Linked DNA regions of Mus musculus: all the other regions are linked to region 1. The links are chromatin contacts, called in public HiChIP or PLAC-seq maps. All regions are on one chromosome and are shown on one strand. The core of a region is the stretch at or near the end of the contact, and the rest is flanking DNA. Distances in the headings are between cores, read along the strand shown. Region 1 overlaps Gm32543 (a long non-coding RNA gene). Region 2 has its middle 310 kb from the start of Gm20125. Region 3 overlaps Ect2l (epithelial cell transforming sequence 2 oncogene-like).

What was found. HiChIP or PLAC-seq counts read pairs in DNA pulled down with a chosen protein or histone mark.
Region 2: a contact with region 1 is called in a RAD21 HiChIP or PLAC-seq map of pro-B cells, with 7 times the contacts expected there. The contact joins two enhancer-like sites. A contact is called at or near these places in 1 of 15 datasets of contacts at CTCF or cohesin (pro-B cells) and 1 of 115 datasets of contacts at active chromatin or transcription factors (large pre-B cells).
Region 3: an H3K4me3 HiChIP or PLAC-seq map of bone marrow-derived macrophages shows a contact between it and region 1, with 6 times the contacts expected there. The contact joins two enhancer-like sites. A contact is called at or near these places in 1 of 115 datasets of contacts at active chromatin or transcription factors (bone marrow-derived macrophages) and 1 of 9 other capture datasets (adipose tissue).

Annotation. Positions count from the first base shown.
Region 1 is chr10:17,558,159-17,563,063 of GRCm38.p6, forward strand. All of the region lies in intron 3 of Gm32543 (a long non-coding RNA gene), which reads right to left. Among named protein-coding and RNA genes, the nearest start is that of Gm32656, 99 kb to the right of the region's middle. Within about 2 kb of position 2,278, at least 69 of the 459 cell types and tissues checked have an H3K27ac peak or open chromatin away from gene starts, as enhancers often do. A contact at or near this core is called in adipose tissue, bone marrow-derived macrophages and pro-B cells, where this site is marked.
Region 2 is chr10:16,787,528-16,792,432 of GRCm38.p6, forward strand. No RefSeq gene overlaps it. Among named protein-coding and RNA genes, the nearest start is that of Gm20125, 310 kb to the right of the region's middle. Within about 2 kb of position 2,409, at least 18 of the 459 cell types and tissues checked have an H3K27ac peak or open chromatin away from gene starts, as enhancers often do. A contact at or near this core is called in pro-B cells, where this site is marked.
Region 3 is chr10:18,195,106-18,200,010 of GRCm38.p6, forward strand. It overlaps Ect2l (epithelial cell transforming sequence 2 oncogene-like), which reads right to left. Exons shown (of 22, transcript NM_001370991.1): 3 at 4,817-4,905. Among named protein-coding and RNA genes, the nearest start is that of Ect2l, 13 kb to the right of the region's middle. Within about 2 kb of position 2,161, at least 87 of the 459 cell types and tissues checked have an H3K27ac peak or open chromatin away from gene starts, as enhancers often do. A contact at or near this core is called in adipose tissue and bone marrow-derived macrophages, where this site is marked.

The DNA.
Region 1 (4,905 bases), core at 1,028-3,527:
CAGTCTTTCCCCCTCCCCTGAGGAGCATCCTTCCCCATCAGGCTGTGAATAGGCACTCCCTGGGTCCTATACATCAAGGAGCACAAAGAAACTTCCCTTGCCTCTGCAGCCTCATCCTCATATGGTAGCTTCGCTTGATTCCTGAGAGTCCTTCAGTAAACTCACTGCTGTAAATGGCGAAATTATTGACTAGACTCTTTCTTAGTGACCGCTTACCAGAAGGAACTCCAGTGAGGGAGAATGAATACCCATAATGCCTGAGGGGAGAATAAGTCCCACCGCAGAACCAGGAGCTCTGAAGGGAAATGATGAATCCTTGAAAATGGGTCTTTCCATTTTGTAAGGGCACAGGTGTCTAGAACCTGCCTCAAGCCATCTTGACAGTTTTCTGAAGTTTTGAACTCTCAGCAGCATGAGGAGAAACCACACATTGAAAGTCCCAGGGTGTTTCTGCCTGCTTCACTCTGCCTGCCACAACAATGCCAGGATGTGTCTGCTCTTCCTCTCAAGTCAGACAGTTTGCCATTGGCCGAATTGTCAAAGTGGCCCCTTCAAACCCTCCCTTAGCCTTCAGACATCTCCAAGAAGTCCATCATCAGAATTCCCTACCAGATGCTTGAGTCTAGGGCAATGAATGCCTCTCCACACCTTCAGACCACTAGAGGAGCCATTTCTCGGCATGGAAAGGAAACACACATGGCATGGATATCAAAGGAGTGTCCTCACTCATCTGCCCACAGAGGCAACATGTTACATCAGATGAGAGGATAGGTACAGAGTCACACCTACCTTCCTAGAATGACTACTGCCGCAGTGTCTGCATTTATCATATTGTCCAGGCCACCGTTTCTTTGCCTGTGTAATGGGGACAATGTTGTTTGCAGTGTGGGGCTGTGAAAAGAATATATAGGAGCAGCTTAATAAATAAATAAATAAATAAATAAATAAATAAATAAATAAATGATGTAGTCTCCATGGTAGTTTCCTATTCCAATTGAGCATTTAAATTAACTACAGTCATTAATCCCAACAGAGAAAAAGGTTTATTTTGTATATAATTCTTACTTACATTCTATTTTATCTAAGCTCTAGGACAACTAACCCACGAACTTGCATCCCCCAAGACCCAGCAGTGGTTTCTGAAGCTCTGACTGCATATACAATTTTGGAAATGATTTCTAGGCAGAAAGGAAAATGGAGCCCTCTTCTTAGGAAATTAAAAGTGTGAGCTTGCCCTGAGAAATATTTACTTGGAGTGTTCAAATCAATTATTCTATGACTTTCTAACCATCGTCCAACTATTTACTCCATTAGAAACATCACACTAGGGGAGGGGGGCTAGCATGGACTTTTCTCAGTATATTGTAAGAAACCATCCTTAATGTTTTCAGGGATATTCTAGTCAAGCGGCCCCTGTAATGTGATTGCAAAGGACTTTCCCAAAATGGCCTAATTTATCCATGCAGCCAAAGAATGAAAATCTGGGCCTATAGCATAAGCCTCTAAGACTTTCTGAATACAAAAATCCATAGCTTGAACTCAAAGAAATAAAAAGACTCAGCACCAGGCTTCAAATTCCTGAGGTGGGAGTGTTGCACAGATCTCAGCATGCTGACACAGCAACCGGGCAGCTAAGCCAAGGAAAAGAGGCAAGGGGTGGGCATGGAAAAGACAAGAATAAAAGAAAGAGGGTTCCAGCTTCTTTCGTTTTTATAAAAGAATTTCTCAAAATTCTCGGCCTTGGGTGAAGAGTGGATCAAATGGTTACTTTTGAGAAACTTTTCCAATCCAGTATCATAATAGAGTTGGGCAAAATGATGTTGTTTGGGGCCCCCAATGGGAAATCATAAATTCTGGGTTATTAATGGTACTTTATGTACTGCTGGCTCTTAAAAACATTTTTCTGTTCTTGAGTCATGACGGAAGCTACAGCTTGAATTTAATTGTTCAATTTGCTTTTTTTTTTTTTTTTTCTTTCCTGGGTGAGCCAGCATTAGACTTGAGGAACTGAAAGTTTATACAGTTAGCAAGACTCCAGGGAACAGAGCTCAGCTGAGCTGAGCCAGTGAGCACAGCGCCAGAGATTATCTACCCTCCAGGAAAACGCAGATTCAGAAAGAAAGAGGGTGATTAGAAAGAATGGCAAAATGTCTCCATTAGGTTGGTGGGTCTGCCTTTCAAAATAAGAGAAACAAACCAAACAGAAAGCTTCCTCCTTGAAGTTCCTTAACTCCATTTTGATGCTCACTTTGGCTCACTGTTAGACAACTTACATTGTCCCTTAGCAGCTGTGCAAGATCCAGTGAGTCTTTAGGGAGGCTGCGGCCAAGAGTTGAGAGTTTAAGGGAGCAGAAAGGAGATCTCTGCTCACTAAATGATAGGCTGTGCGAATGCTGATGCTTTTTCAGCCTCTGTGCCTGTAAAGAAGATCTCTTAACTCCGGCTGTGGGCCTCACCCTTGTTTGTGTACCATGTTTTTGATGTTTTTACTTGAGCACATTTGAGTTAGACTTGAAGGAAACCAAACTTGTCATTTTCCCCAATCCACACAGAGACTGAAACAGAGTGAAATACAAGACATGGTGTGTCCTCTGTGTGTGTGTGTGTGTGTGTGTGTGTATGCATGTATCTCTCTGTGTATGCATGTGTGTCTGTGTATGTGTATGCATATGTGTATGTCTGTGTGTGTGTATATATGTGTGTGTTCAGGCATGTGTGTCTGTGTATGTGTGTGTATATGTGTGTGTCTGTGAGTGTGTGTGTATCTGTGTGTGTCTGTGTGCATATGTGTGTATCTCTGTATATGTGTGTGCATATTTGTATATGTGTATGCAGGCATGTGTGTGTGTCTGTGTGTATGTGTATGTGTGTGTGTTCATATGTGTGTGTGTGTGTGTGTATCTCTGTGTATGTCTGTGTGTGTGTCTGTATATGTGTGTGCATATGTGAATATGTGTGTATATGTGTGTGTGCAGGCATGTGTGTGTGTAGGCATGTGTGTGTGTATCTCTGTGTCTGTCTGTCTGTGTATGTGTGTGTGTGTCTATGTGTGTGTGCAGGCGTGTGTGTCTGTCTGTGTACATGTGTGTGTGACATGTTGAGCATCCTGAAATCTAATCTGGCCATTGAAAATCCCAGGCTGCTTTTTCTCAATTGTTAGATATTTTCCATCCAGATCTATAACAACGTCAGGTGCAAGTTTTGAGATTTACACAGACAGTGAACTAATATATTACAGGGATCTGAAAAAAAAAAGGACAAACAAAAATTACCTGAAGGGATACTGCACTATAGTCTCAACCCTTTCCTATATAGAGACACCGTGAGCTAGGGCTTCCTGCTCCTTTGGGCCCCAACTATAGATGGGCCCTGTCCTTCTGGGTTGAATTCCTCACTATTTTCCTGTGTCTGAATTTCCTGTAAATGATAAAACTGTAAAACAAAGAGTCATAACATCTGGACCTTCCTGCTTGGGACTTGATGAAGATAAATTGAGTACTAACAGGAAAAGACGGAAGAGCCCCCGTGACAGAGGCCAAGCTCATTCAAAAGGAAGAGCATTCATTTGACTGTGCTCGTGGCTTACTTAAAAACCAATGAAGAGGCAACGCGAAGGGCCCCTGAAGCCATCCCGGTACTCCCTGCTTTCTCTCAGCTCCAGCCTCAGCAGCCTAGAAGTAACTTGCCTCTAAAAACCAGTAAATCATTACTAAACATTGGTATTTTTATGGCACCTAAAAGTTTGGAATCCCCAGGACCACTCTGATAGAACCATAAAATTATTTTCATTGCTATTTCATAAATGTAGTTTTGCTACTATTGTGAATCATAATGTAAATCTCTGTCCTGCAGGATAGCTGATACAAGACTGCCAAAGGGCCAACCTCGACCCCCAGGCTGAGACCGGATGAATTCGCTGCTCTTTGTCCTACTTTAAAAGTTAAACACAAATGCAGGCCTCCTGTCTTCTGCTATCAGGGCTCACTGGGGTAGCAGAGAGATGGAACAGATTAGAACCTAGTCTGGGTTGTCCTTGTCCAATGAACAAACATCTCAAAGTCATCTCTTGTTTATCTCGCAGGAGCCTTGCATATCCCTGAGAAACCTCTAGTGGGGCCATCTCTGAGTGCTCAGAAATAGTCCTCCCCCAGATTGTCTTCACTGTTAGAAATAACTGAATGTTCATCGACTTTTGTCTCTTGTCTCTACACCCCCACACACATACACACACAAGCTGAGTGTCCCTCACCCTCGAAGACGCAGAACAAACTTGCATGTTATCATTTATTATCTCTGATGAAACTTACGTCTGTTTTCACTTCCACAGAGCAATCCAAGTCTTCATGATGCCTCACTAGGGCCTCTTGGAAAGGTGGAAAGGGACCTCTAACAAAGGGGGGAGGGGAGGGAGAGAGCCTGACTTTTTCAAGGGTTTGTTTGCACAGTTGAGGTTTTGGTACACTGGTGCTGGCATCTCTCCCTTTGGAGCCTCCCTTACTATTTGGTGCCAAAAGACTACACAGGAATTTTTACCTCCATTGGGGGCCCAATATTGCCAGTGAAAAAGCAAGTTCCTGTCCTGGTGCTGAACTGAATAAAGAATAAATGTCTTGGATGTATCAAGTTTCTTTGTCAAGCAAACAGAAATAAAGGGATCTAGTTTACTGGGATACTCACAGTGCTCATTAAAATTGATGACTTCGAAGATTCTTCCTTTAACCAGGGCCCTCAGCCAAGAATCTGCTGTGCTGTTAAAGACATCATGTTATTGGACCATTGTAAAACAGACTACTGCCGCTGCCTATGCTTACCCTGTGGGGCTTCAGTGTACCAAGTGGAGAGGCTTGGGGGAGGAACAGAGGGTGATGGACACAGCTATTTGGCCAAGAGACAGCAATGACATGG
Region 2 (4,905 bases), core at 1,159-3,658, 770 kb before region 1:
AAGAAGTCACTTGATATGCACTCACTGATAAGTGGCTATTAGCCCAGAAACTTAGAATACCCAAGATACAATTTGCAAAACACAAGTAAATCGAGAAGAACGAAGACCAAAGTGTGGATACTTCATTCCTTCTTAGAATAGGGAACAAAACACCCATGGAAGGAGTTACAGAGACAAAGTTTGGAGCTAAGATGCAAGGATGGACCATCTAGAGACTACATCACCCAGGGATCCATCCTATAATCAGGCACCAAACCCAGGCACTATTGCATATGCCAGCAAGATTTTGCTGAAAGGACCCTGATATAGCTGTCTCGAGTGAGGCTAGGCCAGTGCCTGGCAAATACAGAAGTGGATGCTCACAGTCATCTATAGGATGGAACACAGGACCCCCAATGGAGGAGATAGAGAAAGTATCCAAGGAGCTGAAGGGGTCTGCAACCCTATAGGTGGAACAACAATATGATCTAACCTGTACCCCAGGAGCTCATGTCTCCAGCTGCATATGGAGCATGCCAGCAGAAGATGGCCTAGTCAGCCTTCATTGGGAAGAAAGGCCCCTTGGTCTTTCAAACTTTATATGCCCCAGTACAGAGGAATGCCAGGGCCAAGAAGTGGGAGTGGGTGGGTAAGGGAGCAGGGCGGGGGGAGCTTATAGGGAACTTTAGGGATAGCATTTGAAATGTAAATAAAGAAAATATCTAAATAAAAAATAAAAATAAAATGAGACTCTAAAAATAATAATAATTTTAAAAAGTCAAAGACAAGTTTCCTCAATTTCATATGTTGTCTCCTCCATGACTCAGCCAAATTTCTGATGACTCTTATTTTCTGCCTTTAATTCTTTAATTGGTGGAGAAAATGAAGCTGATCCTTCACTCACTTAATTCTTCTACCTTCTCTCTCTTCCTTGAGATCTGTTACTTCTACATAGCCCATATTACTGGTCTTGAACTTCTGACGAGTCTGCCCAATTCTCTTGAGAGCTGAATATCTGCCAGATTCTTAACCCATGTATTAAAGTTATGGGGTTTTAAATATTTCCATAAATTCAATTATTTTTTACAAAATATATGGTTGTTGAAGTTTGTGTTTGTTTCTTGCAGAAATCATTTTCACTGTTCTCTAACAAGTTCAGCATTCCCACTTAGAAATATGAGGTATTCACATGTTAAGTTTATTAAGGGTTAGCATCAATTTAACAGACATCCAAATGGTGAAACAAGTCTAGTACGGGGAAGAAGGCCTAATTTTGTAAGGAAGGTCTGGCACCATTATCTTGGAATCAATTAGAGTACTCACACAACCCTTCAGAATCCAAGTCATAGAGTAAATTAATTCTGTAATCAAAGACACATATAATTGTCTCCCATACACACACCACACATACACACACACACACACACACACACACACGAGAGAGAGAGAGAGAGAGAGAGAGAGAGAGAGAGAGAGAGAGAGAGAGAGAATTTTCCATTCTTCTTTTATTTGCTCCTGTTACACATTAATGTATGTGGTGGTATGTATTCTTATCCTAAATAATATATATGGGGCTCAGAAATATTTATGGGGCTTAATAGTTTCAAAAGCTACATCAAGAAAAGAGTCAGATACAATTTTCACTAAAATGGACTTTAAATCATATTAGTTAATTATACAATTGGATGATATTTATGGAGGATAGTGTTTTGTGCTTGGTATAGACTTAGAAACAATTTGTTCAAATTTCCAAGAATTTCCTTCTACACTAAGGATTATAGCATCCAATAAATAGCACTTTGCATTCAAAATCAGGGTTCTAAACTGTTTGCAAAATGATAAAAAGAAAATAGATAAAAAACAAAATACCATATTGATTACCCACGGAATTGATGTTGTGGGATAAGAAATGATCTTCCTGATAACAAATTACATGATTCCTGAATGTTTTCTTAGCTGTACTCTCATCATCCAAAATGTTGTCAATCTTCTCAATGATTTACTTTGTTTATAAAATTATAGCATTTAAAGATATGACAGTATACACCAAAGTGGTGCTATCTCAGATAAAGGGTGGGGAAAAGTGACTGGTGTGGACTGCTTTTTCCCCAAGCTAAATAATAAAAATAACCCTTTCTTCCTTCCTGAGGAGAAGCCAAGGGTGTTAAAAGAAAATCGGACTTCTGTATATGGAAGAAAATGTCATGTGAGGCTCATAAGCAATGGTCGACTATTAGGAGTGTTCTGAGGCACTCTGGGAGTATTTGTTAGACTATACTGGGGTGAGGTTACCAGCACAGCTGTAGATCCTTTCTATGTCTTCTCTCAGCATATTATTTAACAAATATTTGTGGACACAGAACCAGCAGGAAGCAACTCTAACCCCAGAGCAGCTGAGCTAACTACAATCACCAAGTACAACCAGCCCTCTTGGGATTTGCCAGATTCGAGAGAGCAGCTGCTGTGCTATTCTAATACAGGGGGAAGAACATGAGTTCAAGGGAAAATCAAAGTTTTCTTTTTCTTTTTTTTTTTTTCTTTTTTCTAATTCCTCAGGGAGGACTCAAAGCTAACATCTTCCACAACTTGAAGAGGAAGGAAAATTGAGTCTGTCAAACATATTAAAAAATAGTGGATCTGTGACGTTCTTAAAAACACCTTACTGATATTTGAAATATTTGTCATATTCCATGTAAACTTTTCACCTGAGCACCATGTCTGTTCTTGCAAACTATTTTTGCTGTTTTTCCTTAGTAACTGTAGTAAGCAAATTTTCATTTTTCTTATAGCCTCAAAAATCTATGAATTCTAGGCTTGTAGATGGTGATCATGTGTCCCTGGGGACAGATATTTCCTATGTTTATACCATTATTATACTGTTCTTTCTGCTTTCACAGGAAGTCATATAAACATCATTAAGTCTATTTTATGAAATACTATCTTTATAAATGCAGGATTTATTTGACTAGGCTCCTATGACTATTTGATCACCTTTTTTGGTGTAAGCACAGTGTCATTTGCAAGTGGATTTTGTTCTACATTGAAATTGACATACAGTATAAAGTTTAAGCAGAATGATAGAGACATCTCCCTTCAGAAATGAATACAAAATGCTCAGAAACCTGCAGAGACCACCCCTACATATTTTTGTTGTTGTTTCTAACTTCTAAAACCTGTAGGGGTCATGTTAAATATGTAATTCTTCAGCCATGCCTTAAATAATGTAAAATCTTAAATAAGAGAGAAAGGTCATACACAAAGTATGTAAAGATTACTGTGAAAATTTCAGCCAAGATGTCTATGATTAAAAACAGTGCTGGTGTGAGGGTCATCTGCATAAACCAAGCAAGATATGCACAGGAATTAAGACATATACAGGTATTTTTTAGATTAGTCCTATTTTCAAGCCATCCCCAGGCTAGCGTCTTTTAAAGGATTAGTCTAGAAAACGTTTCTGACCTCAGAAAGCCTAGTGAAAGGGCAAAATCATGAAAATGACTAAAGCTAAAATATCCACTACTGGTTGCATTACAAAAGAAGAACAGTAACTTTAAGAAGAGGTATTTTATTTGGTAGATAATAATAAAATATAGTAGAGATGATAATTACAAATTACTATTTTGATCACAGTAGGTCCTCAGTTCACAAACTTTAATTACCTTTTAAGTTTATAATTCCTATACAAATTTTTGTAAATCAAAATACAAAATAATATAAAATTCTGCTGCAAGCCATGCTTTGGAAGAGGGAAATAAACTACTATTTTATCTAACACATGCTATTATTAGTTTTCTGATTGATTTTTGATAAAGTAACAGTAACAGCAAAGTTGAGAAGTAGCCTTTGTTATAAGAATAACATAAAAGTAACCTACTAGAAAGACCACAATGGAAAATTGCCCCCCTCAAAAGAGTTAAAGTGAACAAAATCAGGAGAGTCTCTTTCATTCTAATATTGAAACTGTATTTGAAGGGCAGGATTTCTCAGTACTTTTCTGGACCAGATTTATGAGGGTCGTGAATTACATTAAACAGGTCGATCATATTCTGGTGGCTTGAAATAGTCAGGTTGCGAAAGTATCAATGTGAAAATTATCAATGCTACCAATAAGTGACTTTCTTTTCCTTGAAAAGAGTTGATTACTAAATATTTCCTCACACAAAAACTGTGAATATCCTGTTCTAAACTTACCTGCCATGTGTACTAAGAGATATAATCTCTGTAGCATACAAAGGATATTAAAAAGTTAACATCTGTTTTGTTTGCCAAAAGGGGGGGGTGCTTCGTTTCCTCTTCTACACTGGAGCTAGAATTATCCCCATATACACGAGGGGAAACTACCAGGTGCAGGAATGCAATTATAAAGTGTGGAAAGGTGTTAGAAGTGAGTAGACTGCGACTGCGCAGAATGCATGTCGTCTACTGGGATCACAAAGAACACATGGAGATCTTGCAAGACTTGACTTACAGTCTTCATTTTGTAGTGAAGGAAAGTGAGGAAGAAATACATCTGCAGAAGAAACTATTTGACTTTGCTGCTAAAATTCAATAGTTCCTAACGCTGTGGATCTGGACCTGGATTTTATCACACATAAAAATAAAAGATCTTTTATAAACAAAATAAAGTATGAAGCTGTTAAGTTAAAAAGAAAAAAGAAAAGAAAAGATAAAAACCAGAGCCTTGAAACAAATATGGAAGTATTAACCCTTAAGACAAGCTATTTCCTGATGACAAGACATAGGAATAAACTATTTTGTTTCATAGAAGAAATCAAGAAAATAAAAGAAGATTGTGTACCCTAGACAGATTTTATGAATCATTAGATAATGACTAAAGAGTAAAAATTTTATTCTTTAATATTATTGCTATTAAAGTGATAGGCAGACTGGAGAAATAAGAAACCTATCTGGCAAAATATAAGGCTG
Region 3 (4,905 bases), core at 911-3,410, 640 kb after region 1:
AGACAAACAGCCCAGCGGCCTTCAAAGGTCAATTTAGTCAAGCAGGTGGGGGGGGGGGGGGAGGAGGGGGCGGGGCAGAAAAGTAGACACCAGCAGGAACCTTGAGGCCTGCTGAAACATGAGTGTCATGTCCTGGAGAAACTTCATAAGGGAGGGATAAAGACACTTCCTGTTAAAAGGAGGAAGACTGGCCAGAGGGATGGTTTAAGAAGCTAAATAAATAAATAAAATCTTAGTGATTATAAAATTCCTTTAAAAATCATTCTAGGAGCCGGGCATGGTGGCGCACACCTTTTATCCCAGCACTCAGGAGGCAGAGGCAGGCAGATTTCTGAATTCGAGGCCAGCCTGGTCTACAAAGTGAGTTCCAGGACAGCCAGGGCTAGACAGAGAAACCCTGTCTCGAAAAACAATAAATAAATAAATAAATAAATAAATAATCACTCTAGGGCTGGAGAGATGGCTCAGCGGTTAAGAGCACTGACTGCTCTTCCAGAGGTCCTTAGTTCAATTCCCAGCAACCACATGGTGACTCACAACCATCTGTAATGAGATCTGACACCCTCTTCTGGTGTGTCTGAAGACAGCTACAGTGTACTTACATATAATAAATAAATCTTTAAAAAAAAAAAAACAAACAAGAGAAAGAATGGGAGTGGAGCTGGGGTGGGGGAGGGGAGAAGATGGGAAGAAGCTGGAGGAGGGGAAATTGGGACCAGAAGATAACATATGAAAATGAGGATTTCAACAAAGAAAGAGAGAGACTGTAAAACAAACAAACAGACAGACCAGAACCATAGCCTCTGTCATGAGAAAAAGTACTGTTCTACAAATACAGTAGAGTTCGCCCCAGACTTCAAGCAGTTAAGTGATGTATATTTTTCATATTTATTATGTTTACATTTGGGAGGAGAAAGACTACAGGAATAAGAAGATTAAAAAGAAACACTGAATAAATAACCAAAATTTGATGGTTCTGTTACTGTTACAGCCACTCATTTCAATCCCCAATATATACTTCACTTCATAGCTTTCATTTCTCCCACTCTGGGGACTGAACCCAGGCCCTCGTACACTGGAGGCAAGTATTCTAAGCTCTTTTGTATGAATGCTTAAGAAAAATAAAAGGGTCAAGAAAAGGCCCCAGGTAAAGGCACTTGCTGGCAAGCCTCACTACCTGAATTCAACCACCTGGACCCACGTGATGCAGTAAGATACCAATTCCCACGAGGTGTTGTCCAATCTCCACACTCACGCCCTGGCTCGTGCCTAACCACCATCCACTACATACACTAAATACATAAATCTGATGAATACACAGAGCCTAGAAACTGGTCTAAAATGGAATTTTAAAGAAAAACAAAACTAGGAAAATAAAAGTTCCTCTTTAGAAAAATCCGGATACAGGTGTTCAGAGTAGCATTATCTTCAACAGCCTGAGGGGGAAACAAATCAAATGTTTACCAACTGGTGACAGTATGAAATATTATAAGTCCACAATATGGAATGTTTTTTGACAAGAAGAAAGTAGTTAAAAGTGTGCTATAAAATGGATAAACCTTGACATTTTAATACATGAAAAAAAAGCTACAAAAAAAAATCACCTATTACCTGGCTCTATTTATATAGAGTCCAGAGGGGGTACATTTAGAGAGATGGAAGTAGACTTGTGTTTGGACACATCTGGAAGGACAGGTGATAAGGAGTGACTATCATTGACTAGGGATTGACTGGGAATGGTGGAATGTGTTAAACTTAGATTATATGAGGACCACAAAATTCTGCCAATATTCACTTGAGTCCTTCAACTGCCAAATGTTATTGTACACAAAAATTATATTTCGGTAAGGATCATTTAAGGGAAGCTGGTTGTATTAACTTGTTAAAACAAACAAGCAAACAAACAAAAACGAGTCGAGCTTCTAGATCTAACTAAAATTGAACACAGCCCGAATGGGATTAGACTGTTAACCCAGTGTGAGCCTCTAGAAAGTTGAGGGCCAGGTAAAAACCACCCACGTATGCAAGCCTGAGACTGGGAAACATGTGACTAGGCAGATCGTGTTCAATAACAAAAACAATCACTACAAGTTAAAGACGACCCCAGAAGGACAAATCTAGAAACCAAAAACTCCCACCCAGCTTCCTGTGAAATCGGCAGCCCCGAGCGCGTTAGCAGCTGCGTGAACTATGACTCACTCGCTCACTGATCTCTCTGTGAGAACGCAGCTGCTGTTAAAGGAAGCAAAGAACAAACCAAAACAAAAACTACACAACAGGTTGGCTCCACATTCTCATTCCACAGAAAGAAGCATTCAAGCGCCAAAGGGTACAGTTTCTAGGGACAGAATGTCAGGTTAAGCAGCCTCAAAGTACCACAAGATCTCTAGTGACCTCTGGTGGTCAAAACTGAAACTGCTTGGTTCATGGTCCCTGAGACTACAATGTGATAATGGATGTGAATGAAGTTTGGTCTGTCTGTCTGTCTGTCTGTCTTGTTTGTTTGTTTGTATCTATTTTCTAGAATGCTGGAAGGTAGGGCAAAAGGAATCACAGAAAATGACTACAGTGAAATGTGCCTCCCCCTGATCGTCAGACAGCTACTGAGCAGCCTCTACGGGGCTGCGGAGATGCTCGGTGGTTAAGAGCACCTACAGCTCTTCCAGGAGCCTGAGTTCAGTTCTCAGCATCCACACTGTACAGCAGCTTACAAGCACCTGTGCTCCATCCCCGGGGGATCGGACATCCTCTTCAGGCCTCACAGGCACCCCCTCCATAGACACACACATATAAGAATAAGAAAGTATATCTTCTTTAAAAAGAATCTTCACAATTTTGGCCCTGAAGAGGATGGGAACTCCACAGGAAGACCAACAGTGTCAACTAACCTCGACCCTTGGGGCTCTCAGAGTCTGAACCACCAACCAGAGGACATTCATGGGCTGGACCTAAGCCTCCCCACACTTGTATGTCGCAGATGTGCAGCTTGTTCTTCATGTGGGTCCCGAACAACTGGAGCGGGTGCTGTCCCTAAAACTGTTGCCTGTACGTGGGGTGTGTTCTTCTCACTGGGCTGCCTTGTCTGGCCTCAATGGGAGAGGAAGCGCCTAGCCTCGCAAAGATTTGAAGTGCCAGAATAGGGGGCATGGGGGACACACCCACACAGAGGAGAAGGGAAAGGGGTAATTAGGAAAAGGGCAGTTTGAAAGCAATGATGAAAAGCATAATGAAAACCATAATGAAAGTGGCTAACCCCAACTGTCCGTGAAACATACCCAGAGTCTCCCTAAACAAACAATAGGAAATAAGCCACTTCCTGGAGTCCCCTCTGCAGGTGTGGCAGAGCTCCAGGTCTCTGTCCACTAGTTAAAGAGTGTCAGTCTGGGGACAAAGGACTACATCTCAGAAATGCCACTCTGTTAGGATTGTTGGCCGAAGACACCAGTGACTGCCCCAGACAGACTCAAGGGGACCTCTTTGGAGATGAATCCGGCAAAAATCATTCTCACAGAAGCTGCTACTACCCAGCTAGGTCCTCCAGTCAGGTCCAGGCACACTGAGGGGCTTTCTAGAATATTCTGGTTACACACACATCTTGAATACCTCCAGTTTCGCTGACAGGAGTCCATATCTAACACTCAGCTGGCTAATTAATAAATAAGCTACTGGCTGCTCTGACTGTCTCCTGAGTCTGATGTTGGCTCTGCTCACTGGAAAGTACCTGAGAGTAGCTGAAGCATAGCGACTTCACAATTAGAGGAAACTAATAACCTCTAGTGTTCCAGATCAGAACACTAGCTGCCCTGGCTGTGATTTCAACTTACCAATGTCACACTGTCTAAGCCAAAGGGCAGTGGAGGGATAGTCAACCTGGGGATACCTGTCTTGTCATAACCCTCAAGGCCACTAGTATTGTCCTTTCTTATGTTTTATCAGTCCCAACCCAGCATTTAATAATCATTTGTGAAATGTCTACCTATGTAGCAGACATTCATCTGGCATATATTGTCTGTCCGATAGCTCCAAAGAGAATTTAATGGAGCAAGAGAATAGAGCAAACACTGACAAGTGTTTGTAGAAATGGAGCAGCCTCCCCATGGTATGAGGCTGTGAACCTCCAAGGCTCTGCTTCAGCCCAGAGACAGAAGCAGGCGCTAGGAGAATCTGCATAAGCCTTAAAATAACAATTGCCTCCGTTTTTTACAGGGAAAAGAGAAAACTCCTTAAGGGTTATATAAACATTTTACCATATTTTGATGCCATTAAAAAATCAATAATTACACCTGAAAGACCCACAACGTGAGGACTCCCCCACGTTCTGACTCAGGAGAGGCGACACCCCAAAATCACCCACAAGAAACGGTCTTGCTGCAAATTGCAAGAGGATTTTTATTCAAGAGCGCTCTCGGGCCTACGGTCATACACCACGCAGGGGTAGAGGACCGTGGTGCCCCGAGTAGCTGGATAAGGGGGTATTTAAAGGAAGAAACCACAACTCAAGGAAGTGGGGAGGGCGTTGTTGGAAGATACCAAAAATACCAGTTAAGAGTCACAAGGAAGTACAAAGTCACAAGTGTCAGGTTATCTCTCAAGACAGTTTCTAAGAGCCCCTAACAATCTAAGAGCCCCTAGCAATAGCACCTTTGCATAGTGGGTTCCAGCAATGGTCAGGGTGGGTCAGGGTGACTTTCTTTGAATGAATACTCCTTGAACCCAGGAAGTGGGTGGGTGGAGGAATGTCACTATCTGTTTTATGATTAGCATACCTTGGAGCACTGAGTTTACTAATCTTTCAACATCAGCATGCTATTTTTACCTTAATTGTGATTTTGAGCATTGTGAAAGAATCACGAATAAGAATTCCCGCCGTTGCTTGTTGGTCCAGAGGTCAAACCAGTGACTTAT